Linked DNA regions of Mus musculus: regions 1, 2, 3, 4, 5 and 7 are each linked to region 6. Evidence: chromatin contacts called from public ChIA-PET, HiChIP or PLAC-seq and promoter capture Hi-C data. All regions are on one chromosome and are shown on one strand. Each heading gives the region's core, a stretch centred on a gene start, on an enhancer-like site or on the middle of the called end of the contact. The rest is flanking DNA. Distances are from core to core; before and after follow the strand shown.

Evidence for each region. Promoter capture Hi-C pulls out the DNA fragments that hold promoters and counts their contacts. ChIA-PET counts read pairs in DNA pulled down with a chosen protein or histone mark. HiChIP or PLAC-seq counts read pairs in DNA pulled down with a chosen protein or histone mark.
Region 1: an H3K27ac HiChIP or PLAC-seq map of microglia shows a contact between it and region 6, with 6 times the contacts expected there. The contact joins the promoter of Lcmt2 here to the promoter of Eif3j1 in region 6. A contact is called at or near these places in 1 of 484 Hi-C or Micro-C datasets (uterus) and 2 of 115 datasets of contacts at active chromatin or transcription factors (bone marrow-derived macrophages and microglia).
Region 2: an RNA polymerase II ChIA-PET map of memory CD8 T cells shows a contact between it and region 6, with 61 read pairs. The contact joins the enhancer-like site here to the promoter of Eif3j1 in region 6. A contact is called at or near these places in 2 of 39 promoter capture datasets (the HPC-7 cell line and pre-B cells) and 3 of 115 datasets of contacts at active chromatin or transcription factors (effector CD8 T cells, embryonic forebrain and memory CD8 T cells).
Region 3: a promoter capture Hi-C map of liver shows a contact between it and region 6, with 2.4 times the contacts expected there. The contact joins the promoter of Slc30a4 here to the promoter of Eif3j1 in region 6. A contact is called at or near these places in 4 of 39 promoter capture datasets (the 3T3-L1 cell line, cranial neural crest, liver and 1 more), 1 of 115 datasets of contacts at active chromatin or transcription factors (pro-B cells) and 1 of 9 other capture datasets (pancreatic islet).
Region 4: a promoter capture Hi-C map of pre-B cells shows a contact between it and region 6, with 9 times the contacts expected there. The contact joins the promoter of Bloc1s6 here to the promoter of Eif3j1 in region 6. A contact is called at or near these places in 8 of 39 promoter capture datasets (the 3T3-L1 cell line, 3T3-L1-derived adipocytes, the C10 cell line and 4 more), 1 of 484 Hi-C or Micro-C datasets (pre-B cells), 4 of 115 datasets of contacts at active chromatin or transcription factors (bone marrow-derived macrophages, memory CD8 T cells, pancreatic cancer cells and 1 more) and 2 of 9 other capture datasets (adipose tissue and liver).
Region 5: a contact with region 6 is called in a promoter capture Hi-C map of hematopoietic stem and progenitor cells, with 3 times the contacts expected there. The contact joins the promoter of Gatm here to the promoter of Eif3j1 in region 6. A contact is called at or near these places in 7 of 39 promoter capture datasets (cranial neural crest, hematopoietic stem and progenitor cells, hippocampal neurons and 4 more), 2 of 484 Hi-C or Micro-C datasets (embryonic stem cells and macrophages), 4 of 115 datasets of contacts at active chromatin or transcription factors (bone marrow-derived macrophages, large pre-B cells, microglia and 1 more) and 1 of 9 other capture datasets (macrophages).
Region 7: a promoter capture Hi-C map of hippocampal neurons shows a contact between it and region 6, with 2.3 times the contacts expected there. The contact joins the promoter of Map1a here to the promoter of Eif3j1 in region 6. A contact is called at or near these places in 3 of 39 promoter capture datasets (the C10 cell line, hippocampal neurons and liver).

Annotation. Positions count from the first base shown.
Region 1 is chr2:121,138,900-121,142,360 of GRCm38.p6, forward strand. It overlaps Lcmt2 (leucine carboxyl methyltransferase 2), which reads right to left and starts at 1,799. Exons shown (of 1, transcript NM_177846.3): 1 at 1-1,799. The coding sequence starts at 1,701. It overlaps Adal (adenosine deaminase-like), which reads left to right and starts at 3,194. Exons shown (of 10, transcript NM_029475.2): 1 at 3,194-3,404. The coding sequence starts at 3,345.
Region 2 is chr2:122,651,234-122,654,564 of GRCm38.p6, forward strand. No RefSeq gene overlaps it. Among named protein-coding and RNA genes, the nearest start is that of Mir147, 12 kb to the left of the region's middle. Within about 2 kb of position 1,313, at least 165 of the 459 cell types and tissues checked have an H3K27ac peak or open chromatin away from gene starts, as enhancers often do. A contact at or near this core is called in the HPC-7 cell line, effector CD8 T cells, memory CD8 T cells and 1 more, where this site is marked.
Region 3 is chr2:122,700,716-122,704,000 of GRCm38.p6, forward strand. Slc30a4 (solute carrier family 30 (zinc transporter), member 4) reads right to left here and starts at 1,948. Exons shown (of 7, transcript NM_011774.3): 1 at 1,315-1,948. The coding sequence starts at 1,705. It overlaps 4930417H01Rik (a long non-coding RNA gene), which reads left to right and starts at 1,924. Exons shown (of 5, transcript XR_866691.3): 1 at 1,924-2,269.
Region 4 is chr2:122,736,914-122,740,318 of GRCm38.p6, forward strand. Bloc1s6 (biogenesis of lysosomal organelles complex-1, subunit 6, pallidin) reads left to right here and starts at 1,592. Exons shown (of 5, transcript NM_019788.3): 1 at 1,592-1,791. The coding sequence starts at 1,710. Bloc1s6os (biogenesis of lysosomal organelles complex-1, subunit 6, pallidin, opposite strand) reads right to left here and starts at 1,449. Exons shown (of 2, transcript NR_156706.1): 1 at 1,169-1,449.
Region 5 is chr2:122,609,657-122,613,294 of GRCm38.p6, forward strand. It overlaps Gatm (glycine amidinotransferase (L-arginine:glycine amidinotransferase)), which reads right to left and starts at 1,621. Exons shown (of 9, transcript NM_025961.5): 1 at 1,492-1,621; 2 at 13-231. The coding sequence starts at 1,560.
Region 6 is chr2:122,026,650-122,030,231 of GRCm38.p6, forward strand. It overlaps Eif3j1 (eukaryotic translation initiation factor 3, subunit J1), which reads left to right and starts at 1,931. Exons shown (of 8, transcript NM_144545.4): 1 at 1,931-2,075; 2 at 2,159-2,262. The coding sequence starts at 2,024.
Region 7 is chr2:121,287,804-121,291,176 of GRCm38.p6, forward strand. It overlaps Map1a (microtubule-associated protein 1 A), which reads left to right and starts at 1,799. Exons shown (of 7, transcript NM_032393.2): 1 at 1,799-2,069; 2 at 2,917-3,018. The coding sequence starts at 1,832. It also overlaps a transcript of Trp53bp1 not described here.

The DNA.
Region 1 (3,461 bases), core at 549-3,048, 890 kb before region 6:
TGGTTTGAGAAAGAGTACAGAGCTCAACAGTTCCTCAGAAGCCCCAAGACCTCCAGCGATAAGTGCTCCCCCTTGCCAACTGCAGGCGCTATGGGAATGCCGACCTTCGGGTGATGCGCCTTGTACTGGGATTCTGACCCAAGCCATTGTCTCTACATGTAGAAAACGACAGTCACTTAGTACAGGTTCAGCCACACTTCGGCCACCATACACAAATAAGTATCTTTGATTCTGATAGTATACTTCCGTTGTTGAATGCCGCCAACATGACAACACTGAACCTTCTTCCAAGGCAGCCTTCGTTACTGTTACATTTTGGCCCTCAGAGCAATTATCCTTACTTTTGTATAAATCAAGTTGGAGAGCCCCAGAGGCTGGACTTACTGGGGAGAGTCTTCCTCCAAGAACCAGAACCCGAGTATCAGAAAGCCTTGTCATGGTGTGATAAAGGCGTCCATCCCACTGGCCTTCAGTCCCCAAGGTACTTATTTGGCAGCCTTCCCATTCCGAGTCACAGGATCTGGAGAGCACGTGAAACCTGCTCACTCGGCAGTGTCGTCCCTCTTGTTCTCCAAAGCCTCCTGCACTGAAAATAACGCCAGGGCTCAAGAGGGCAGAGGCGTGGCCATATCGCTTCAGGCTTGAGTGCTGGTGGTCACTAGTGACTACTCTGGCAGAAAGAAACCCTGAAGGCGAGGCAGGATCTATCTGAAAAGAAGCCTCTGAGGGCTCAAACACTGGAGTTTCTGACAGAATGTCTCCCCTAGATGCTGCCAGGATGAAATAATGTGAACACTTCAGATGCCACTCCTCATATTCATCAAAGGGTTCAAGCGTCTCAACCCGCTGGCGCTCTTCTGCCGAGAGAAGGCGGCGATAGAACTCGTTCAGGTCCAGGGCGCTGCAGGCAGTCCAGCCAGCTTGAAGGAAGCGCTGGCGCTGGGCCTTCACGACGGGAAACAGCTCCAGGCCATGCAAGGGTGAATGCAACCGCTGAAAGTGCTGCAGCATGATCTGCCCAAAGGCATCCCCCGGCTGCATCTGCTCATAGATCACGAAAAGGGCGTCGGGGAAACGCTGGGCGGCCCAGGCAATGAGGGCTGTGGCACTGGAGGGCTCCAAGTAGGTCAGCACCGCCTCGGCCAGGAGCAGCGTGGGAGAGGTGGCGTCCAGGCCGGCGCCATCCAGGGCCTCTCCTAATCGCTGGAGCTCCCGCAGGTCCGCGCCCAGGATGCGGTAGTCCGCGCTCTCGAAGCACAGAGATGACGCCGAGTCCCCGATCTTGAAAGGACCGGTCTGCGCACGCAGCTCCGGGGTCTCCTCGATCCTCTCCGCCTTGAGCCGAGACACGTCCGGGAAGTCCACCTCCCAGACGGCAGCTCGGGCCAGGAGGCCCGCCGCTTTCAGACGAAAATAAAGCGAGTCGGAGCCTGAGCCCAAGGACAGGATCTGGGCTCTGGTCCGGGACGGGAGCGCGCTAGTGAGTTCGAGGAAGGCGCGCACGCAGTGACGCACGGCGCGCGCGCGCACGTAATAGCCGCGGTGGATAAGCGGCGTGCGCCGCACGGGTCCCGGGACCAGCAGCGCCGCAAAGGGGTCGCGCACGTATCCGTGTGCGGCAAGCGATCGTTTGCTGAGGGAGCTGCTGTCGTTGGTGCTCTGGACCGTTCCCGCCCGGCGCTGGCGGCCTCGCGGGCCCATGACGAGAAGGTGCTCAGCAATACTGCACACAGAACACTTACCGAGCTCCCGCTCATCCGCTTCTGGGTGCGTCACTTCCGAGAAGACCGCTCTCTGCCAAAACCCGCGAGAGGTTTTTTGACCTTCCCCCCCCCCACCCCCCCTTTCCAAATTACGTTTTCCTGGGAACACGCCAGCTGCTTCGGTAACAGCTAGCGCTTGGAGAGCTCAAGTTACCTCTTTGTACAGGCATTTTCTGCAGGGAAAAAAAAAACTTGTGTAGATCCTCTTATTTGAGAACATTTTTAGGTGAATCGGAGGCTGACGACCTGATACCGGTTTGGTCCGGCAAAAGAGGACCAGCACCTCGGATCTTAAGCAATCCAGAGTAGATTGGTCCTTGCACAAAAGTAACAGTTGCTCCTTTATTGAGTGTTCTCGTTGCGAGGGAGAACTCATTTAGATCTTAAATTAGGCCATATGGAAAGTGAAGAAAGAGACCTTTACGGATAATTACTGATTATTATTAACCCACTGCCCCTGTACGTGCTGTTTATTCTCATGTAGTCTAAATTCTGTGCTAGGTCTACAGTGAGTAAGTATTCAGCATGTAAAAATGACACTCCCCTCCACTTCCAAGATTCTGTGATTCGTATGTGGTATTGAGTATGTCTGCTGAAAATCGCTATAGAAGAGATGTGATTATTCCCTGTGGCGTTGTTGTTTAAAGGAAGCAACCCAGGTTGGACTTTTAAAGTTTCTACATTTGATGCTTAGGAGATACCAGTAAGAAAGCACTCCCAGAGATGCGTAGAAACTTCATCATTTACTAATTTAGTGTCTGCTTGGATTAGGAAAGGAAATAGAAAGACTTGAAGAATGGTTAACTCAGAGCAGTAGTATGTAACGGCTGAGAGTATGAGTTCTGGAGTCCAACTGGATCAAGAAAAATTTTCTATGAAGATTTGGTTATTGGAAAATGTTTTAGGGTTAGGAACTCGTTAGTGGTCTTAGAAGAGCAGATTGTGTGGCAGAATGATTCAGTGCGTGCAAGATATGTTAATAAAGGCATCTAGTCGACCAGAAGGATCAGAGACAGGAGGCAGCAAATACTACCCTCCATCCAGAGACAGGATTTTCGCCTGACAGACCCAACCCATTTAAGGAAAGTGTTTGTGCGACGTAAATATGAAATAACATGTTTTCTTGTAAAAGCAAATTCGTGCTACATGTGTAAGCTAACCTGACCTACGCAGTAGATTAAAGGAGCCCAGAGTTAAAGGGACAGACGAACGCTGGATTTTTAGTTTTCGGGTGTTTTTTTTTTTCTTGTTCTTTTTTTTTTTTACTAGTCATTTCCCCATTGCAGACACACCTAAGTTAGCTTTGCTTAACTTAAGTTAGTGGGAGCAGGGGGTTGAGGGGGCTTGGGAGGTGTAAAAAGAAGATATCAGCAGTGACTGTGTTTCTGTTTGCATGTTAGATCTGAAAATAGTTACATTTGTTATTGTAGGTGAAAGTGATCCCAGAGCCACACATAGTGCAAGTCTTGTTTAAAATGGCAATCTGAAGGAAGTCCAGCACCTCAGAGATTCCCACTTTGATAAGTTTATCGTCCAAGCCGAGAATAAGAGCAAAGAGAAACTTTTCCTTCTACTGAAGTGATGGAGGCCGGACAGCAGTGGCCTGGGAAGACAGACTTTTATCTGCAATTACCAAAAGTGGTAAGAATTAACTACAGAGTTCTTGTTACTGTATAATGGCTTTTGTATTGTTTTCCA
Region 2 (3,331 bases), core at 63-2,562, 620 kb after region 6:
ACAAAGGAAGCAGACAAGGAACTTAAGCTAAAGACGGAGATGATACTTCAGTAGAGACATGGCTGTCACAAGCAGAGGTGGCAGGTATGCATTGATAGAGACTTTGAAGACCAAAGATCAATGCCAGCAGTCCACAGGAGAGCCATGATCAGCCAAAGCAATGGCAGAGGAAATGGGTGTGTGTGTGTGTGTGTGTGTGTGTGTGTGAGAGAGAGAGAGAGAGAGAGAGAGAGAGAGAGAGAGAGAGAGAGAGAGAGAGAGAGAGAGAGAATGCATTGGAATGGCCAAGGAAAAATCAGAACTAGACCCCACCTCTAAAGACTCCCCAGCACCATGCAGGGACCAAGGGACATACAGCCACCGAGGGACACTTCCCAACACCACAGCAAAGGTGTGCACCTGAGAAAAGAAGGCTTCTAGGCTGTCATTGGTCTCTTAGCACTCCAATATGTTGAGGCTACAGTGATAGAAACTAAGGTGATCAGGAGAAAGGGGAACTGAGCAAACCAGGAAGAGATCAAGGAGAGACCCTCTATCTCTGTGGCTGGCAGGATTAATATCATCAGCTATGAGTCCTAAAAAGTGCCTAGGGCAGCTTTGGAGGCTGAGCCTTAGAGGGAACATCACCTTGCCCTTACTGGTGAAGACCTACAGGCCTTGCCTGGCTGGCCCTAAGGTCTTTCACACCAGCCTGGAACCTCACCCTGTACTGGTCCTGGGAGACCTCAGGCAGTGGAGGAACTGGTAGTGGGGAAGGATATCCTCTCAGGGTCCCAGCCCCAAGAAAGGCCTGGGCAGGACCTGCTCTATTGCCCTTACACATTGGGCACACTGGGTGTGTCCTCCATAGCCAGAGGGGAGTTGGAAAATTCAGACGCCCATGGTGGTAAGTTTCGGTAGATGATGCTTTGCATAACAAAGATACCTCTCCTATTCCTAAATTCCCTTTGAGGATGGTACCAGGGCTAGCACTTGGGAGATGTGTTTCCTCTCATTGAGAGACTTCTGAGAATCACTTGGCTAAGCCTGAGTTCAGCACTGACTAAGCCCCAGGCACCTTCCGGAGCATACTTTAAACAGCACGTCACCCTTTCTTCCTTTCTGCCAGACCTAAGGCAGGCAGCCCTCGGCAGAGAGCTCTTGCCCACTCTTCCTCTACTGAGAAGTGGGTGCTCTGCCCTTCTCACTGAGACCTGTGACCCTCAGCGCTGGGCTGGGATTGGGAAGTTCAGTGTAGCCAGCTCTGAGTTCTCCCCTCACACCAAACTTCCTGCTTCTCTGGATTTGAGTCACCGCCTGCCTCGGAGCTCACCGCAGGCTTGTTCTGGTCTTGAGGGCAGGATGTTCTCTACAGCTTCAACCCCATGATAGGAGGAAACAGCTGTCCCTGCCGCAAGTCTCGGTCACAGGAAGGAAAGGTGAGTGCACCGAAGCAGAGGCAAGGGTCACAGTTCACAGCTGTCCTCAACGTTCACTTCTAAGATCCTCATTTTCTTTCCTTTCCTACACACCTCCTCTTTATTACAGAGGACCCAGAACACGGAATGTGATTAATGGTGAACACTTGTGAAGTTTTCATACTGCAGCCAACCTCTGCCATCTGTAATCACAAGATCTTCAGATAGCTTCGGACTCAGTGGATATTTAAACAACAGACACAGGCCACGTGTAAGTGATCAATTGACAGCACAGACTAGGTCTTCACAGAGCTTTGGCCTCAGAGTGGAAGAAATACTTTCCCAATAGCACACAGAAAGTTAGTTATAAGGCTATGGGAGGAAAGAGACAGGACCAAACACACAGACAGCAGGTGCCACTGGGCCCAAAGCAGGCGTCCACCCCCTACCCCTTCACCCCACCCTCACCCCATCCCCCACCCCCACCACAGCCGGTCTGAACAGTGGTTCGGAGGGGGCTCCTCTCTCAGCAGACAACTCAGTGTTGAGAACGACGTGAACATCAAGATAAACTAGCTTGAGATCATATTATACGCAACCCAGTTCTCAAAAACAAGTCAGAGTACGAAGCCACTATAGAGTCATAGGGAAACAGAAGTATATCTGTTCAGCTTTGCTGAGTGCAGTCTGGCAGCCTGTGTACAGGGCCACGGTACCCTGATGGCCCACTGTGGGAAATATTCCCAACAAAGACACAGTGGTGTTGGGAGCAATGTGCTTTTAAGGAGAAGAACATGAAGGAAAACCACCTGATATTAAAATATGAACGAAGAATCTACGGCTGTGTGAAGTGTACCCATTAAAAATGGCAAGGATGTGTGGCATCCTGCAGGTGAGGGGTAACCAGATAGCAGAGGCCAGGCCAGGAAATGCTAGGGCATAGCTTATGTTCACTAACATATGGAAAACTGCAAGTTTAGAGCTGTATAGGGTAGAGACTGTAATGTGTAAATATACTTTTATGCTCACAACTAATTTTTGGAGTAATTCCAAGTGTGTAAAAGTTATAAAAAGAACTTTCACACTCCCCACTAGATTTCCACCATAAATGTTTTACACCATTTTTCTTATAATTTTCTGTCATTATCTATCTATCTATCTACCTATCATATCTATCATCATCTATCTATCTATCTACCTATCATATCTATCTATCATCATCTATCTATCTATCTACCTATCATATCTATCATCATCTATCTACCTATCATATCTATCTATCTATATCTATCTATCATCATCTATCTCTATCTATCTATCTATCTATCTATCTATCTATCTATCTATCTATCTTCCTGTCTACCTGCCTACCTATCTTCCTGTCTACCTATGTGTAAGTGTAGCATATGTATATATATTCATGCACATATGAGTGTATTACTAAGGGAGCATGCATATATGTGAGTACAGGTGGAGTTCAGAGATCAGTATTGGGTGTCTTCATCAATTGCTCTCCACTTCATTTTTGAGACTGGGTCTGTCTGTGAGCCTGCCTGGATGCTGCCATGTTTCCTGCTATGATGATAATGAACTGAACCTCTGAACCTGTAAGCCAGCCCCAATTAAATGTCTCTTCTAAGAGTAGCTTCAGTCATGGTTCACAGCAGTAAAACACAAATTAAGACAGAAGTTGGTACCAGGGTTGGGATATTGCTGTGATAGGCCTGACCATGCTAGTTTGGAAGAATGTGGATTTTGAGATTTGGAAAGCAGTGGAATGTTTTAAATGGGACTTAATGTTTTAAATGGGGCTTAATGGGCCATCCTAGTAGGAACATGGAAGACATTGGTGCTCAGGGTGTGTAGACCTGGCCCAAGAGGTTTTAGTGGGAAAGAATTTCAGCATGTGGCCCAGAGACTATTTTTGTGGTATT
Region 3 (3,285 bases), core at 698-3,197, 670 kb after region 6:
AGCCTTAAGGGCAAGAGAGAGGGAGCCCTGAGAAAAGGACCATAACCAGTACAGCTAATTTCACACTGGGGAAGAATGATGGGACATCAGGCAGAGAATGTACATGAGTCTTCTACACACAGCATTTTAAATCTGGGCTGCCAGGTCTCTTCTTGTTATGGCTCATCATAAGAGACAACGTAAGAGAACCGTCTCCTCTGTTAATGCCACTTCAGAAACTGCCACTAAGGAGTCGGCAGTGTGTTCTCTATCTGAGAACTGCATCCATGGATACCATCAATCATGAATGGAAAACATCTGAAAAAGTAACTCTTCCTCAGCGTTCGCCATTCACAGACTTGTTCTGCTCATCAATCTCTCAACGAGTCAGGATAACAACTACTTAAATACAGCATCAAATTTGTATTTTGTAGTCAAAATGATTTCCAAAGGCTTTAAAGTACAGAAGGACATATATGTAGGTTATATGCAAATAACTGCTTCGCTTTACGTAAGGGATCTTTACATAAGGCGTCACTGGATGAGGCAACCTGAGATTCAGGTTCTAGAGAGGACTCCTGGAAGCAACCCACCTTGGATATCAAAGGACGACTATAAACTAATGCGACAGTAAAAATAAGGTCTAAAGCAAGAACCTTAGAGTGAGAAATTATCTGAAATCAGTTAAAAAAGGAGAAAAAAAAAAACCCTAGCTTCTGCAGCTGCCGGGGAGACCTCTAGCAAACTGTAGATACTCCTTTTAATAATGAACTTTTAATTAGTTGGCTGTATAGAGTTTTGTAAAGCCCTTGGCTATAAGCTCAAAAGGAAGCGGCATAAATAAGCATCAAATAACCAAAATGTAGACAGAGAGGAAAGTCTGGTACTGTGGATGGCTCTCTCTTTTCCCAATAAGATTCCTCATAATCTAATCCCTTCAGAACTTCTGTGTGAGAAAACAGAATGGTGTTCAGTAACATCCCTTAGTACTATAAAATTCTGATTCTAATCCATGTCAGAATTATTTTAGACGTTGAAAGATAAACCTGGCATTTTATCAGAATCTGTAAAAGGAGAAGTTACATGATATACAGTCAAGATAACACCCTAAACCCTACAGTAAAAGGCACTGTTTATGGGAGTTACAAGATATACCTGCAAGCTCTCAGTGGGCGCTCACGGGAACCGCACTTTGGAATCCCGTGTCCCTTTCCTATGGACCCACGAAAGTCTAGATACTCAGCAAACTTCCTGAAAACAAAGTTTCCACCTCAACTCCGGCGTAGCTAACAGCTGGACAAAGTCAAAGGCAAGCGAGTCGGCGACACAACTCACCTACAAGCTCTCCGATCATGAAAAGCAAGTAGAGGACGGCAGCGATGGTCAGCCTGGTCTTCACCTTCCTCTGCTTCAGCAACTCGCGTCGCTTGCTGCAGTTGTCACAGGGGTCCATTTTCAAACTCAGCTGACTGTTGGTTAAAGGTAAGTCCTGGTCCAATAAGGAGTCATCGTCGGCCTGGAGGGCCGGGTGCGCCCCGTTCACAGGCCTTTCCGGGGCTTCCGAGTCATCGTCGGCCACCACGACTCGAAGTTTATTAAAGCGCGAAAGCCCCTCGTCGCTCACCTCGTCCGAGAAGTCGAAGGCGCTGGTGTCATTTAAGAACAGCGGCGTGTCGTCTTTCCTCAGCAGGGATTTGAGGCGCTTCCACGCGCCGGGGCCGGCCATGGCAGCGGAGGGGCGGCCGGCGACTCCGCCTTCACCGGCGCTCGGGCTCCTCAGGGCAGCGCGGCGCGTCCCTGCCCATCGTGAGGAGAACGAGACCCCGCTCCTGTCGCCGCGCCCCGGCCGCGCGCCAGCTCCGGACTCGGCGGTGCTCGGCTACCTGCGGGCCGACGCCGCCGCGCATCCCCGCCCGGAGCTCGCGCTACTGCGACCCGGGCCAGGGACCGAGGCCGAGCCCCAGCCACTGCACCCGCCCGCCCCGTGCCGCTGGGAGGCCGGCCGCGGGGTCTGACAGGCCCGGCCTCCTCCGGCCCCTGAACGAGGCGGCGCGTGCGCCCGCGAGGCGCGAGGGGAGGGGTCGGCGCGGGCACGCAGGCCGCCGCTTGGGGGCGCGCCGAGGGGGCGTGGTCGCGCGTCGCCCCCTGCCCCCGCCCTCCCGGCCCCGCCTCTCGGGCTCTGAGGTCTTGTGCGCTCTGAGCCCCCGGGTGTGCCGCGGGAAGGTCCCCCCGGAGCTGGGTGTCACTGCTCTGAATTCCCTCCACTGGAGATGGGTCTCGGGAATCTCAGGTCCGATCTTGGTTATGGATGGTCCGTGGAAAATGTCCTTTAGTGCTTTCTTACCAAGTGGGAATCCTGGTAGCTTTTCTTCTACCCAATCGGCAAAAAATTGCCGATTATCTTGGTCAAAAGGCTAGGACAAGACTAGGATGGTCAGTAGTTCTATGGCTTGCTTTAAAGTTTCCTGTTTCTCAGCAAATATGTGTCTTCCTTCTGTGTTCACTGCTACGCTCCTTGGGCACAATTGTGTGAGCTTACTTTCCCTATGTTTCATCACATTCTCAAATGTCCTCAAGAAGCAAGATTAAAGGCAACACTGTTGGTAGAATTCATTTTAAAGTGTAAATCCTTGGCTTCCACCTTTCTTTCCTTTTGAGATCCTTAGGATCTAATCCAGGGGCTCATGCAAGTTAGACACGGGGCTACACCTGCATCTTGCCTGTGGTGTCCTGCAAGCTCCTACTTCCCCAGGGTTTACAAAGACAATATTTTAAAAAGTTTTTATATCTTACCAAAATTTCAGGTCACAAAAATACAATGAAAAAAATCACACGAGGCAATTTTAACGATTCTGTTGACACCTTAGAATCCGGTGCGAAAAGAAAGCCCTGGCTACTTCTGTATTCCAGAGTGATCCCTCAGTCCTAAGTTTTCCCCCAGAGCTGCAGTCATGAAAGCAAATTAGACCCTCCATGGTCCCGAGATCAGGAAGGGAAGGCTATTGCCTAGAATTTCATCAATCAGGACACGATGGTAATAGCCAAAGGGAGACAGCTTACGAGCCATTACATTCCTCGGCTCCAAATATCTTAGGAGTAGATTGTTCTGTTGTTTTTAATGTCCCATTTAACTGCCTACAATGTTTCAGGAGTGTCATCGGAGTCTCTTAAATGCAGCCTCAAGGTAGGAGGGATGTGAATGTTTCAAGAATAGTTGAAATAAAAGGATGGGTTGTTTGGGGACATTTCCAGCGCGCTGTGCTGAGGAGGACTGCCTTTGTGCGTTCTGTTCTTTCACTCGTGTCT
Region 4 (3,405 bases), core at 342-2,841, 710 kb after region 6:
GGTGCCAGGTGTTTCATCATGTTTACCATGTTGTATAACTCAGACTTTGGAATATACAGTTTGGAATTAGGGCTAGGGCATCAATAGTTCACCAATTAGCAAATTTATCGAGAATTATTTTGGTACTCTATGCATAAGAGTTTCTATTTGTCATTTTTAATTCAAAAGAAGAAAACATAAAATAATGAATGCAAGGAGGAGCTCAGTGCTAAATGGCAGGAGGATGTTTGTTGTTGTGAAATGTCTTCACTGTGACTGCTGAATGAAAGGGAGGAAATAATGAGATAATGAATGGTGTCCACAGTAAAGGTGTGTTTGAGTGTGCTGGCTCGTGTCTGCTGGAGGACCAAGAATTCAAGGCCATCCCTAATTACATATTGAGTCTAAGGCCAGATTAGGCTACAGGACACCTCACCTTGTGAAACAAAACAATAAAAAAGATATTATCCTAGAGCACTTAAAAGATGAATAGGCCTTTGAAAAAGATACTCTAGTTTGAAACAGGAACAAGCACAATGGACAGCGTACAATGCCCAGATTGCACAAGATGTTTGAAGAGTAATAAATTGTTTTCCTATTTGTATGACAACACTAATTATTACACATTCTATAGTTCAGCAACCTCACAGGGTTGAGTTCCATTACAAAAGCTTTAGGGGAGGAATTGGTTACCAATTTTTCTGGAGGTCACCCACCATCCAGAATAATGACTCCCTTCCTCTGTCTTCAAACCCATCAGTGTTTGTTTAATCATCCTTTGTAATCAAATCTTTTTTCAGACAGCCCCACCCCATCAGTTTTACAGACTGTTACCTTGGGTCCTTGGAGTACCCTTCCTATTTTAAGGTTATGTTAACTAGTAGCTTTTATTCGTTGCCATGCCCTCTAATATATTTAGAAGTCTCAAGGATTAGTCTGTGGACATTCTACCGTGGAGAGTTGAGAAGTTACCCTTGAAAAGTGGCTAAAGTGAAACTGAACATAAGATGGTGACAATAGGGAGCCAGTGCATTCCAGGGGCATGGCATTATTTGTTTATTTATATTAGTTTTTTTTTTTTTTTTTGAGATAGCTTTGGCTACAATATGGAAAACTGAACAGGTAACCTGAGGAGCAACTAGAGATGCTACTAGAGGTCAGAGTTTACAAAAGGGTCGAGAATCCTTACATTTGCTGTGGAGCTGAGTCTGTCCAAGTCTACATACTTTCCTTTAGAACTCATGATATCATCTTACAGGAGCCCAGCATGTGCTTTTGGTAATTTGACTTAATTTGTCCAAATGATGCTCCAAGAAAGCCTTTACGTCATTTCCAAGCACTGGAAGAGATCCTCAGCAACGCTCAAGCTCAGAGTTCGTATTGACTCACTTAGCGGCCCGAGTTATAAACTGGACACAACACTGGGGACATTCACACGGTTATGGCGACATCCGGTCCTCTAACCTCTCTTCCGGGTTCCGCCGGCCACCCTCTGTGAAACCGAACCCGCACGCGCACGGCTGCGCCTAGGGCGCTGACACGGGGGGGGCGGGGGGGGGCGGGCGTTCCGGACTTGCAGTAACGTTCTGCGTCGGAAAGCGAGGTTTTCCGCTTTCGTCACTTCCGTGTGCCTCGGCGGCTTTCGTCCGGATGGACTCTGGAACGCGTTAGGTTTCTTTGCCTGTGACTTCTCCACAGCACTCGCCTCACGCAGCGCCCAGTGCGGGGATATGAGTGTTCCTGAGCCACCGCCTCCAGACGGGGTCCTTACGGGGCCTTCCGACAGCCTGGAGGCCGGCGAGCCCACGCCGGGTACGGCTGTTTTGCGGGGCGACTGCCCACAGGGGCCGGGTTCGAGTGGGTGGGACTCCAGCGCAGGCGACCCTCCTGCCTAGAGCATCCTGGCCAGGCAACCCTGGTCCCGCGAGGAAACGCACTGTTGGGTGCGGTTTGTGTTAAAGGTTTGCGTTTGTGTTGCTTTTCAACTGTTTGTCACAGGGTTAGTGGTTGGCGATCAGTCTGCCAGAGAGAAGGTAGATTTTTAGGAAACTGTACAATAGTGTCTACTCATGAAATACTCTGACCTCCTAGGTGACATTACTTCATCCGAGACTCCAGCAGCCGTCCGCACATTTCCAGAAGAAATTTAAGCATTGATGCCCGAAGGCGTCCGTTGGACGAAGCAGTTAATTTGCTATATAGGCAGATGGGCACTGTTTATACCATCGTTTTTGTGAGATTGAAAACACCACTCAAATCATTTTCTGTGAGCATTGGTTCATATGAGAGAAGCTAGATGGAGCTTCTAAAAATAATCTCTGCGTTTCAGAAATAGGAAGCTACAAATAACCCAGCATTTCCTGGCAGTGCTTTTCTTTAATGACATATCCCTTTCATGACTTGTTCAGTCACATTAGTAATACTCTGTAGTACCTACTTGGAACCTGGGCCTCTCTCTTTCTCCCTTCCCCTCCCTTCTCCCCCTCTTTCTCTCTTTCTGCACATAACGAATGGGTGGTATGCATATAAATAAAAGCAGATGTCAGAGAGTAGGGCAGAGATAGGGATAGGTGCTAGCTGCAGGTTCAACTCAGGACTTATTTCATGTTAAACAAGTGCTCTACTACAGAGCTAGATCCCTAGCCTCAGCTGTCTGATCTTCTTGATAATGGTGTGAGCTTACTCTCCCATGAAACTGAATTTGCACTCTTGGATTCAGTTCCCTCTGTTTCATGTAGAGGATTCCGCAGGGCATTAGCATCTATCTCCCCTCAGCAGTGTAAAGCTACCACCGCTAGTCTCTCATTCTCACAGCATGGTGTGTCCATTGTTGTAACTTTACTGCCCCAACACAAGCTCCAGGCATGAATCCTTAGAATCCTAAAATGGCTTCTTGCCACTTACTGAATTTTCCATAGAATTGGCACTCAGGGACCCTCACAGGCTGACTCACGGCATATATTAATAGCTCACTGTTGCTTTCTGTGCATGGCCTTGCTGTTCATCCTTGCAGTTTCTCATTCTGTTTAACAATGTTGCACCCCCTCGGCTCCTTTCAGATTTGTATCCATATGAAAGTGGTGGCTGCAGTCTAAGTTGGGGCCATTTTTTAGAGGGTTTTTGCAGTTTCAAAGATGGTCACATGTTCTGTTCCACACTGTTTTCTAAGAATGTCTCCCATAGAAATAGGAGCGTGCAAGGATTAGGAAGACCACAGCAGTGTTGATGAACTATGTAGATCCATATACATTGCTGAAGAAAGATACCTGTGATAGACTTTGTCTTAAAACAGACAAATGAATGGAAGACCTTCAGAACAGCGTGATGAAAAGCTGATGTGCATGGCTGGGTAAAGGCAGTTTCTGGCCGATTACGTGAGAAAACTGCAGACTGACTCCATTGGAGTTAGGCTTTTTAAGGAGTGCC
Region 5 (3,638 bases), core at 371-2,870, 580 kb after region 6:
GCCCTGGCTTACCTTCACCTCCACTGTGAATGGTGGCACACAGGCATTTTCAGCTCTGCCCACTATCACTTCCTCTAAAGGGTCCCATTCGTTGTAAGAGGAGACAGGGCAGTCCTTGGGCAGAGGATGGGTGGCCTTGTCTTCAGCTGCACAGGAATTTCGGGAGGAAGCTGTAGCTGCCTGGGTGCTCTGGAAAGTTCGCTGCACCCATCCTGTTAAGGATCCTCCAAGCTTAAAAGCAAACAAACACACACACACACACAAACAAGGTATGGTTAAAGTGTGAGACTCAGGATAACACAGATATGTACTTGAGGAGACCCTAAGATGTTGACTAGTAGAGGGGTTTTGGGTGATTAAAAAAAAAACCCACATAACTTTTTGTTGATGATAGACTGATTTTGTTTTTGTCATATGCTGTAATCTTTTAGAACTCCCAGAAAGATCTGGTTCCCAGCAACATGTTTCCCATATCTATCTCAAAGTTTTTGCAAACTAATTTTCAGAAACTTTCTTAGAAGATAGGCCATCCTCTTCCTCAAGGAAGTGCCCAGTAAGTACCGGCAATGTCCAACTGAAGGAGGAAGTCTTGCTTTTTCAGTTTGGAAGGTTACCAAAACGGAGTTCTTTTTACTGTAAATAACATGGGATCTGAAAAGACCTTATCTTTCAGAATAAGCAACCCCAACCTTTTTTTTAATCACTTTTTTTTTTCATTTCAAGTCAGAGATGACTGTCATGTGTACCATAAGGATTAACCCAGGCAGGCACAGAATGTAAACTTAAAAAGAGATCTAAGCATATTAAAAACCTTCTTTCTTTCTTCCTTCCTTCCTTCCTTCCTTCCTTCCTTCCTTCCTTCCTTCCTTCCTTCCTTCCTTCCTTTCTTTCTTTCTTTCTTTCTTTCTTTCTTTCTTTCTTTCTTTCTTTCTTTCTTTCTTTCTTTCTTTCTCTCTTTCTTTCTTTCTTCTTTTTAAGACAGGCCTGTATAACCTAGCGCAGGAAGATTCCCTTACCCACTCCCCCTGGCAAACCTCATCCCGCCCCCAAACTCTATCAGGCTGTTAAAAGTCCTCTAAGAAGGGAGCTAGAGGGACTCTTGGGTGGAGACCCAAAGCAAGAGAGCAAATGACAGCTGTTCAAGAACCAGCTGCTGGCAGAACTCATCTGCCAGAGCTATTCCTGTCAAGGAGCAAGGGAGGGTCTGCAGGCATGGGCTCGGATATCCCAAGGAAGCAGAGGGCCTGGCAGAGCAGCAGGTGGGGGACAGGATGGACTCATTCCAACTTCCCCGGTAAAGCCCAGGGATCCCAGAGTTTCAGCTGGAGCCGGCCTGTAGGCTCCGTCCATGCCCTCACATGCATCTTCCCAGAAAACGCCCTCACGGGCTACGGAACACAGACCACGCCACCCTGTTACCGGGGTGTCCAGTCTCCCTCTGGGTCCCCATCCTGCATCCCGCAGAGGTCCCGAGGCAGCGTAGGGACTCACCCGAGAGCCGATGTAGTGCACCGCCTCGGCACCTCGGCTGCCTCCGCGCAGACACCGCACCCGTAGCATCGCCCCGTCTCTGCTGCTCCGCGTGCACAAGGTCCTAGTCGCCAAGCTCGCGCCAGCTCCCAGCCTGCGGCCGCGCGCGCTGCTTTTGTAGCCGCGCCCAGGGCCTGGCCCATTGGCTGCCAGGAACAGGTGGCCTCGGCGTCCGTGGGTCACGTCCCGGGGCTGGCCCTTTTTTTTTTTTTTTTTTAGCTCGTGCCTCCCGTACTGGCTCAGGTCAGCGGCGGCGAAGACCCATGAAGAGGCTACCCAATGCCTAGCAGGGATGATGGTTCCTTAGTCTCTCTTGTTGGAAGTCCATTTTTCAACCTGAATGTGTAAACCCCAAGGCCAGTCTTAGTCCATGGGCCACTGAGTGGAACGGCCCCGAGTTAGCTTCCAAGTTTGTCGACCTGAGCCTATGTGGTGGTGGTCTTTAGAACACTGGTGGTCTTTGGCTAGGTGCTCCTGCTTTGAGAAACTCAGTTATGAAAACAGGCAGATAATAATAAGTCAAAAGTAATAAGGAGTGGGGGAGCTACAGTTAGCTTCTGCTTCTGAGGCACATCTTAAAAGGTTTCTTTCAATATGACTTGGGTGCTTGATTACAAAGTAGTTCCCTTAACTGGATTTGTAGAACTAAAACTAGAGAACTCAAATAGACACATCACTTCCTAGCAGAAGGGGCAGATTTGAGTACTTCTTGCCTGGCTGTGTCGTCCAGTCTGGCTTCCGGCCCTCCATTCTCCTGGATCCCGCGATTATAGGCTTGTATGATGAGCACCCCCCACCCCCCTGCCGGCTTCTCTGTGTTGTGTTTTCTAGAAACTGAGAACGGTGACATTGATAGTCCCTGGTCCACGAGCTAACCAGAGACCAAAATAAACGGTGCCGGTAAAGTCTAGGCAACTCTTAAGAGTCGTATGATTACGAGGTAATACTCAACAAAGAGGTCTCAAGGTCCTGATATGGTGAAGGGAGCCAGTGAGTCTAGGTTCCTATCTTAGCTCTGTTCTTAAAATGCTGTGTGGCTTGGAAGCACAACCCTGGACCTTTCTATCAAAGGCTCGCTCCTTCTGCTAGTGAGGGCTTCGGGGAATCTGAAGAATTTCTCAAAACTTAAAACTTTTACCCAATAGATGAACTCAATCAACTCTGGGGACTATGTCTTTGGGTGTACTTAGGGTGACCAGAGATGTACCCTTCTCAGTGAAGGGATTTAAAAAGATGGTTAAGGTTCAGGATATAGCTTAGTAGAAGAGTGCTCTCACTCACCTTGTATTTAAAAGCAGCCAAACAACCGAACCAACCAAACCAGCCAAAACAAACCTCACCACAAACCTTGTAAGAGCCAGCATAGTGGTTCAGTCAACTTTGTAAGTTCCAGGAGGGCTTGGTCTGTCTGATACTTTGTTTCAAACAATGGCTGGTAAGTACACATAAGAAGACTTTCACTTTGCTTGGTTTCCAGTTTTGTCAGAGATCTATAAACACCTCATGACCCTCATTGAAGACATTATTTTTATTTTGAAAGTGCAAGATCTAAAAGTATCTGACAAAAATTAGGGGGCAATTTAGCTTTAGACAATGGGAAATGCTTACAGCCAGACTGACACCCTCATCTCTTGTAATCCAGGAGAGGAGCAGAGGAGAGAGCAAGCCCCACACACCAGCCCTACTGTTATCGAAGCAAATTAAACCACCCCCCCTAGACTTTGTTTTTTTCTATTTAGAGGATTGAAAAGAATAAAATCAGGGAAAAATTTAACACTCAAGTTCAAATAAGGTAACTCAAGTATATTTTCACAGCTAGAATGTAGTGAGAAAAGCTACACTAGTATTTGACTCCTAGTAGCATTCTGCTAGACTCAGATGAGTGATTTGCTCAACCATCATCAGAGAAGCTTCTTCTGTTGTAGACGGGAACAAATACAGAAACCTAGAGCCAGCCGCTTAGCAGAAAATGAGAAACCTCAGAACACTCCATCCTAGATGGGATGGACTGTGGGGATGGGGGAGGGACAACTGAGACCCTAGATGGGATAAGAAATCCATCAAATCCCTGTCTTCAGGGCTCGGGGAACTCTGCAGAAGACAAGGGG
Region 6 (3,582 bases), core at 681-3,180:
TGTTACATCCCCAGGCTAAAAAGTTGAGGTTTTTCTAAAAACAAAGTCATTAAAGATATTTTATCTGGAAGGAAGCAATGTTATTTACTATTTATTCAGACAGGTTGGGACAGATCCTGGATGCATAAGTCTTCCTTCCTAGGGTCTTGTCTTAATTTGGATTCACGACTGGATCAACATGTATTACAATGCTTTACTCAATTTATTGATTTAAACATTAGTCACATCTAACATTCACAGCGATTAGACTGGTATTTGACTAAAAGCTAGGGGACATAGGTACCACAGTCTAGTCAAGCTGATAAATAGAATTAGCCATTCTGTTGCCTTTGACCTTAAAATAGTTTTCAGACTGGTTCCTTCCTCTCCATTGTCACTGGCTTAATTTGGGCTTGAGTTATCCTTGCAGAATTAATTCATTCGAGTTGGAAATCGCATAGCTCAGTGGTAATGCAAGGAAGGCAGAGGCTCTTGGTTTTATCCTATACTTATGTACTAGGTACTTTGTAAAATCATAAATGGATTTTTTTTTTTTTTTTTTTTGGTTTTTTGAGACAGGACTTCTCTGTGTAGCCCTGGCTGTCCTGGCACTCTGTAGACCAGGCTGGCCACCACGTGTGCCACCACGCTGGGCGGATGCTTTCTTTTATAGAGCGTCATCTCTCATTTTAATAATGCTGTCGAACAGCTGAGCGTGGTGGCGCACGCCTTTAATCCCAGCTCTCGGGAGGCAGAGGCAGGCTGATTTCTGAGTTTGAGGCCAGCTTGGTCTACTGAGTGAGTTCCAGGACAGCCAGGGCTACACAGAGAAATCCTGTCTCGAAAACAAACAAACAAACAAACAAACACAAAAAAATTGCGGTAGAACATTTCTTGAAAGACCACCTTATAAAATGTTTACTTGTAGACGAAAAATACACAAGAAACGGAAAGTACTAAGAATGGCTGATGTGTGTCTGTTTTTTTTAAAGACTTAAAACCTAAGCTCATGCCTTTAATCCCAGCACCTGGGAGCCAGCCTGGTTCACAGAGCGAGTTCCAGGACAGCCCAGGCTACAGAGAGAAACTTGTCTTAAAAACAAAGCAAAACAAAACAAAAAACTTTAAAAACAATGAATATATTGGAAAATCAGACAATATCTAAACTAGCTCCTTCCTTCTTAATGTCCTTACTGGGAAGCCCTGTGCCAAGGGGGAGAGAATTTTGCTCCTTTTAGGTTCTTTTTATCAGTTTACCTGTTAGAATGCACTCAGATGAGCACCACAAGCCTTCTCTCTACCAGAAATGCACCGGAGCACAAGTCACTTGGTTTCTCAAACTCCAGCTTCACCAGTGCCTACCGCGGGCAGAAAACTGAAACTTCCGTCGTCGTTAATGCTACCTTTTTAACATCTAACCTCATAATGCTTCTTTTTGTTGCAGCCACTGCACTGTGTCGAAATCTGTTTACATAACTATTTTGCTACTGTGTTGAGGACAAACTAGAATAAGCCTGGGACGGACCACGGAACTCCGAAATGTTTTCGCCAAAACAATCACCGTGCAGGACTTCGGGTGATCACCGGAAGGGAGAACCAGGGAGACTTGGAGTATACTTCCATCTCCGTGCCCGAATGCTAGGAGGCCACGGGATATCTGCCCTGTCCACTTCCTCCTCGCTGCTCGCCTGCTGCCGGCTCACGATCAGCCAGCACTAGAAGACCCACTCGCTAGCCGAGCACCGCCCGACTCACGCGTGCGCACTTCCTTTCTCTTCTCGCGGGGGGTGGGGGATGAGGGGGTGAGGGGTGTGGCTTGGGGGGACCAGGCTGGTCCGCGTCTCCCAGCCCAGCGTCGCCCCACCCCGCCCGCCCCGCCCCTGCCGCGCGCGTCGCCCGTGGGGCGGAGCCTCTGCCGGGCGCCCAGTCAGCCACTGTCCCAGCCTGCCCTGCGCGGGCCAACGAGAGCCAGCCCAGTGACTCACCTCTGCCGCGCTAACTCTTCGCAGCTCTTCCCATCGCACACGCTCACCCCCGGTTCGAGATGGCGGCGGCGGCGGCGGCGGCAGCGGCGGCGGGGGACTCAGACTCTTGGGGTGAGCAGAAGTTCCGGCCCAAATGCGGGCTGTGGCGGCCCCGCTCCCACGCGGGTACTAACGCGACTCGCTCTCTTCCGTAGACGCGGACACGTTCTCTATGGAGGACCCGGTGCGGAAGGTCGCGGGCGGCGGCACGGCCGGCGGGGACCGCTGGGAAGGCGAGGACGAGGACGAGGACGTGAAGGTAGGTTCGGGCCCGGGAGCCAGGCTACGCCCGTGGGCGCCGGCTGCGGGCGGGGAGATCGGGCCCCCGGGGCGCCGCCCGGGCCTGCGGGCCGTGGGTCCCGCGTGAGCTTCGGCCCGGAGGTTCCCTCGGCTGGACGGCCATGTGGGCAGCAAGGCGGCAGCTTGTCCGGCCGGACTCTGCGGAGGGTGGTGACCGCCTGGGCCCCAGCCCTTCACCGAGGGTCGGCTCTCTGGCCTGGAACCTAACTGGAGACGAGAAGTGACAGCAGCAGTCCGGTCGGCCCACGTGCTATCTTCGCAGTCCAGAACCTCTCACCGAAACTAGGCGAACAGATCGGGAACTCGGTTTCAGTGTTTGTCCCATATGGAAAGTCGTGGATCCGCTTTTCCTAGTTCGGCTCTCCCATGTGTCAGTAACTTAGGTATGATTGTGAAGGCCGGTAGCTCGTTTGAGCGATTAGATGGAGAAAATACATTGAATTTTCTAAACTAGAATTGGAGTAGTAAAACAACTTTTAGCTCTCCCTTCCCCCACCCTGTGGTAAGAAGGATGAACTGAGAGCACTGAGATAACCATCGGGTTAGTGGACAGAACTGTGAACTCTGAAAAACAGAGCTAACAGTTATTCATCTACACAGGGACAGACAGGCTTAGAAAAAAACCCCAAAGAGTTGGTGGTTGTGGTAGACCAGGGGCCAGTGGTTTGTTTGTTTTTTTTTTTTTTTGTATTGTAAATTCGAGTCCTATTCACCTTTATTGTTCTTAAAAACTCTCACGGGCTCATCTTACAGCTTTAGATATACTGTTTGGATTTTTCATTTTTACTCTGAACTTTGCTGAAGTGTATGTCTACTTTACCAGACAGCCTGAATTTGAGGAATGAAGTGATCTTTGTGTACATTGAAGTTAATAATGAAGTTAATAATAGTGCTGTTGACTGGCTACTTACGTGCTTTCTTTATCTATTGTATGTATACACTTGGGCATGGTTTGTTACCGACCTTATATTATCCTATCACGGCAGATTTTCAGTTTTGACTTTTCACTTTTCCTAGGAAGTAGAAGTTAGGACATCTTATAAAGTTAAAGAAGTTAAAGTTGGGCTGGAGAGATGGCTCAGCGATTAAGAGCACTGACTGCTCTTCTGAAGGTCCTGAGTTCAAATCCCAGTAACCACTAGCCACCCATCTGTAATGAAATCTGATGCCCTCCTACAGTGTACTTATATGTAATAATAAATAAGTCTTGGGAAAAAAAAAAAGTCAAGAGATGGGAGTAAGTTTAAAACAAAACAGGGGACAGTGGGGGGAAAGTAAA
Region 7 (3,373 bases), core at 549-3,048, 740 kb before region 6:
CATTACAGTCTGCATTTGCAGCCATTAATTACTAAGACTTGATTATAGCAGGATCTAAAATCAGAGTCCTAAATTTCGGCCCTACTGACTAATCTGAGTGTGATTCCTCCTGTACCATTTATATCTATTGTCTAACCTCTGCTAGCCTTAATGGAAGCTGACTCTGTACTTAATTGCTGCTGTCCCTTAGACAGAGACCCTCTGCTGGTCTAAAGGCTCATCTCTACAGTTGCTATGGAAACTGTCCCCTTGCTCCACTCTGGCTTCCTGCCACATATGCCACTCTTTATGATTGTAGTAAAGGCCTGCACATTTTCCCATGCCATTTTCCAGATTCGGGTTTGCAGCTGGCAGTGTATGGGAAGAGGCACCCTACCATCTGATGTCCTGAGAGTAGTTTTCTTGTCTCTGCTACAGAAAGGATTTTCATGGCATGTCCAAAGTACTTACAGTATGGACTGGATGGTTAGGTATAGTATGTTTCAAGATAGGGCTAAGATTTCTGTGAGGTACTTAACAGTCAGAACGTGGTTCACTGGCAGGCTTGAGGTATCAGCTATTACCTCTTTTCTATCCTTTTAAGGAGTAGGATTTCATGTGTGCACATGTGAGTGCAAGAGGACAACCTGGAGTGGTGTCCCTCAGACACCCTTTTCTTCTTTGTACTATAGATACCAGGGTCTCTCAATGGTATAGCTGGCCTGCGAGCTTCCAGAGATTCATCTGTCTCTCCCTCCTAGTTACCATCTCTGCGATTCCAAGTGCTCACCGCTGTGCCTGGCTTTTTTTTACAGTTCTGAGAACCTGAACACTTGCTTGCCAGGGAAGTACTTTACCAACTGAATCATCTCCGTAGCCTTTCTTCTCTTCTACCATCTCCAAAGTGCAAGGTAAATGGAAGAAAAAGCAAGTATAACTGGAGCCTAAACACAGGCCTTCTCTCTGATGCACACAACAGAATGACTCAGGGTAAGATCAGCTGTAGTGGTGGAGAGTCTTTGAAGAATGGGGAGTTGGGGGTTCAGCAAGAGAAGGGGAGAGGAAGGAAAGGAAGGGATGGAGAGAAGGAGAGGGAAAGACAGAGAATATTAATTCAGTTCTGTACAGTAATTACATGGTCTCCTAAATTTATCCACTGTGTCACATCCCTAGTAGCTGGGAAGTCTTTCCTGGGTTTTACTCAAATACTCTTTGCTGCAGTCTGAGCTCATTGCACTCAGCAAATATGGAGACTAGCCAACCACTATCCTTGGAATAACTACTCTCCAGGGACTCAGGGTAGGAAGGTCATCCTGTCCCCTCCAATACTGCGCAGCCTGATTGACCACGCCCGGAGCTCGGGGCAAGGACGGGGAAACCCAGGTTGGTAACCTAGACCCTGGCATGCAGCGAGGCGGGGGGAAAAATAGAGACAACGATAATTGCCAGATGGAGACCACGATAGAAACCCCGAGACAGCGAAGGGCAAGATGGCTCCCCAAGGTTCGAGAGAAGCTGCGGAACTGCCTCCCACACTGTGCTCAACGCAGACACAGCCTAACTAGATGGATGTTGTTCTCGCGCCTTGGACTCCGCCCTCGGCTGGGTCTCGCAGAACCCTTACCCTGGCTCAAGTCGGAGAGGGGCACTTGGTCAGGAAAACTGCAGGTGGATGACTGCAGCCACCACCCATAGCGGCACAACCACCGCATCCCCGCCCCGCCCCTGCGGCGCTTCAGCCCCGCCCCTAGAAGGCAGTGACCAATGAACGGCTCCTGCCGCCGGCCTTTAAGAACCGCGCGCACTCTCCCCGCAGCGGACGCAGCTAGCCTAACACTCCGCGGGAGTTTCCATGGCGACCGAAGCCGGGACCGCGCGGCCTGGCAGCGTTGCCATGGAGACAACTCCGGAGCTGGGGCTCCAGAGCCTCGGTGCACCGCCAGCTCAGAACCCGGCGGAGCCTCTTTGCGAGGCCGGTGCCGCGGTAGCGGCAGCGCGCTGGGACCTGCGGAAATACTCCTTGCTCATCGTGATCGGCGATATCGGTACAGAGAGTCAGCTGAGGGCCGTGCGGGCCCACCTTGAACAAGGTGAGCCGCTCTCCTGGCTTTTACGCAGTACTCCATCCATGCCTCTCCGCCATCTGCATTCATCTCCCAGTGCACATTTCTGTCTCCTCTATCTCTATGTGCACTTCCCGAAACCTGCGACCCTGTCACCTGCATCTTCCATGAATGTGCCTCTGTCCTCTCGAGCTGCCAACACCTTGCTTGCCCATCCTTTCTGCATACCCCATTCTGTTCCGCAGTGTCCCGGAGCAGGAGCAGGAGAAGCTCCGTGGAGACCCTGGGGTCCCTCTGGTCACACCCCTTTCCCGAAGCCACTGGACCATATATCCGAAAGTCCTCATCAGACCCTGAAAAGTCCATGTCCCTACCTTACAATTTCTTCTTTAGGGGAGGTTTTTGAACGCGAGGTACACATCTCAAATCTCTGAATGCTGGCAGCCAAGTTTAGAGAGTGACCTTCGTGGCTCTGCAGCTCACCTCCCTCAGCCGTGCCTGTGGCGCAGTGCTGCGGAGCCACCTGCGGGTGGAAGCAGGGGATGGAGGCAAGGGAGGGGGCATAGGAGAATCTAGAATCTGATTTAGCAAGAGGGATCATTATGGAAACCTACAGTATATGGAAATAGACCCTTGCGTGTCACTTCTACCGTAACTGTTTTGCCTTGAAAAACAAAAACTCCAAGCTCATTTATTAGTAAGCCCATTCTAAACTCTGCTCTTTGCCCTCTGGAAAGGGGAAAAAGCAGGTACTAGCTATCCTTCTTGGAGGCATCACCTCCCATTTCTTTCCTCTCCCAGGAGCTTGGCAATGCTTTCTGTGGGTGACTTTGACTAGAACCCTCTTATTTTTTTTCCCCCTTTTCTTTTACAGGGATTCTCTCCTGGAATATTGACTTATCATCCTTTGACTTGAACCAACAGTTGAGACTCTTCATTACCCGGCACCTAGCTCACTTCTCCTCAGAGGTCAAAGGTTAGGACTAGGGTTATTTGTCTCAGTCCTTTGGGTCCAGTATCCAGGCCAGAACTGGCCTTATGGGAGGATTGGGTAGGTAAAAAGGGAGGGACTTTTGATGGCTCCACAGCTATTTACACATGCTGTGGATAATGCCCAGTACACACTGCAACCACTCAATATGATGGTAGAGCATAATTTTGTCAGGAAAAACGTTGTTGTACACAGCAGCTGACAAGCACTAAGAAAGTGATCAAACCACTCGCAGGTAAAAGCTTTTCCTCTGTGTTCCCTTTCTGCATACCCCAGCTTTCTTGCTTCTCTTTATAAACATCCCAGAATGCCTCATTCACCTCCCCAGACCCTTATTTCT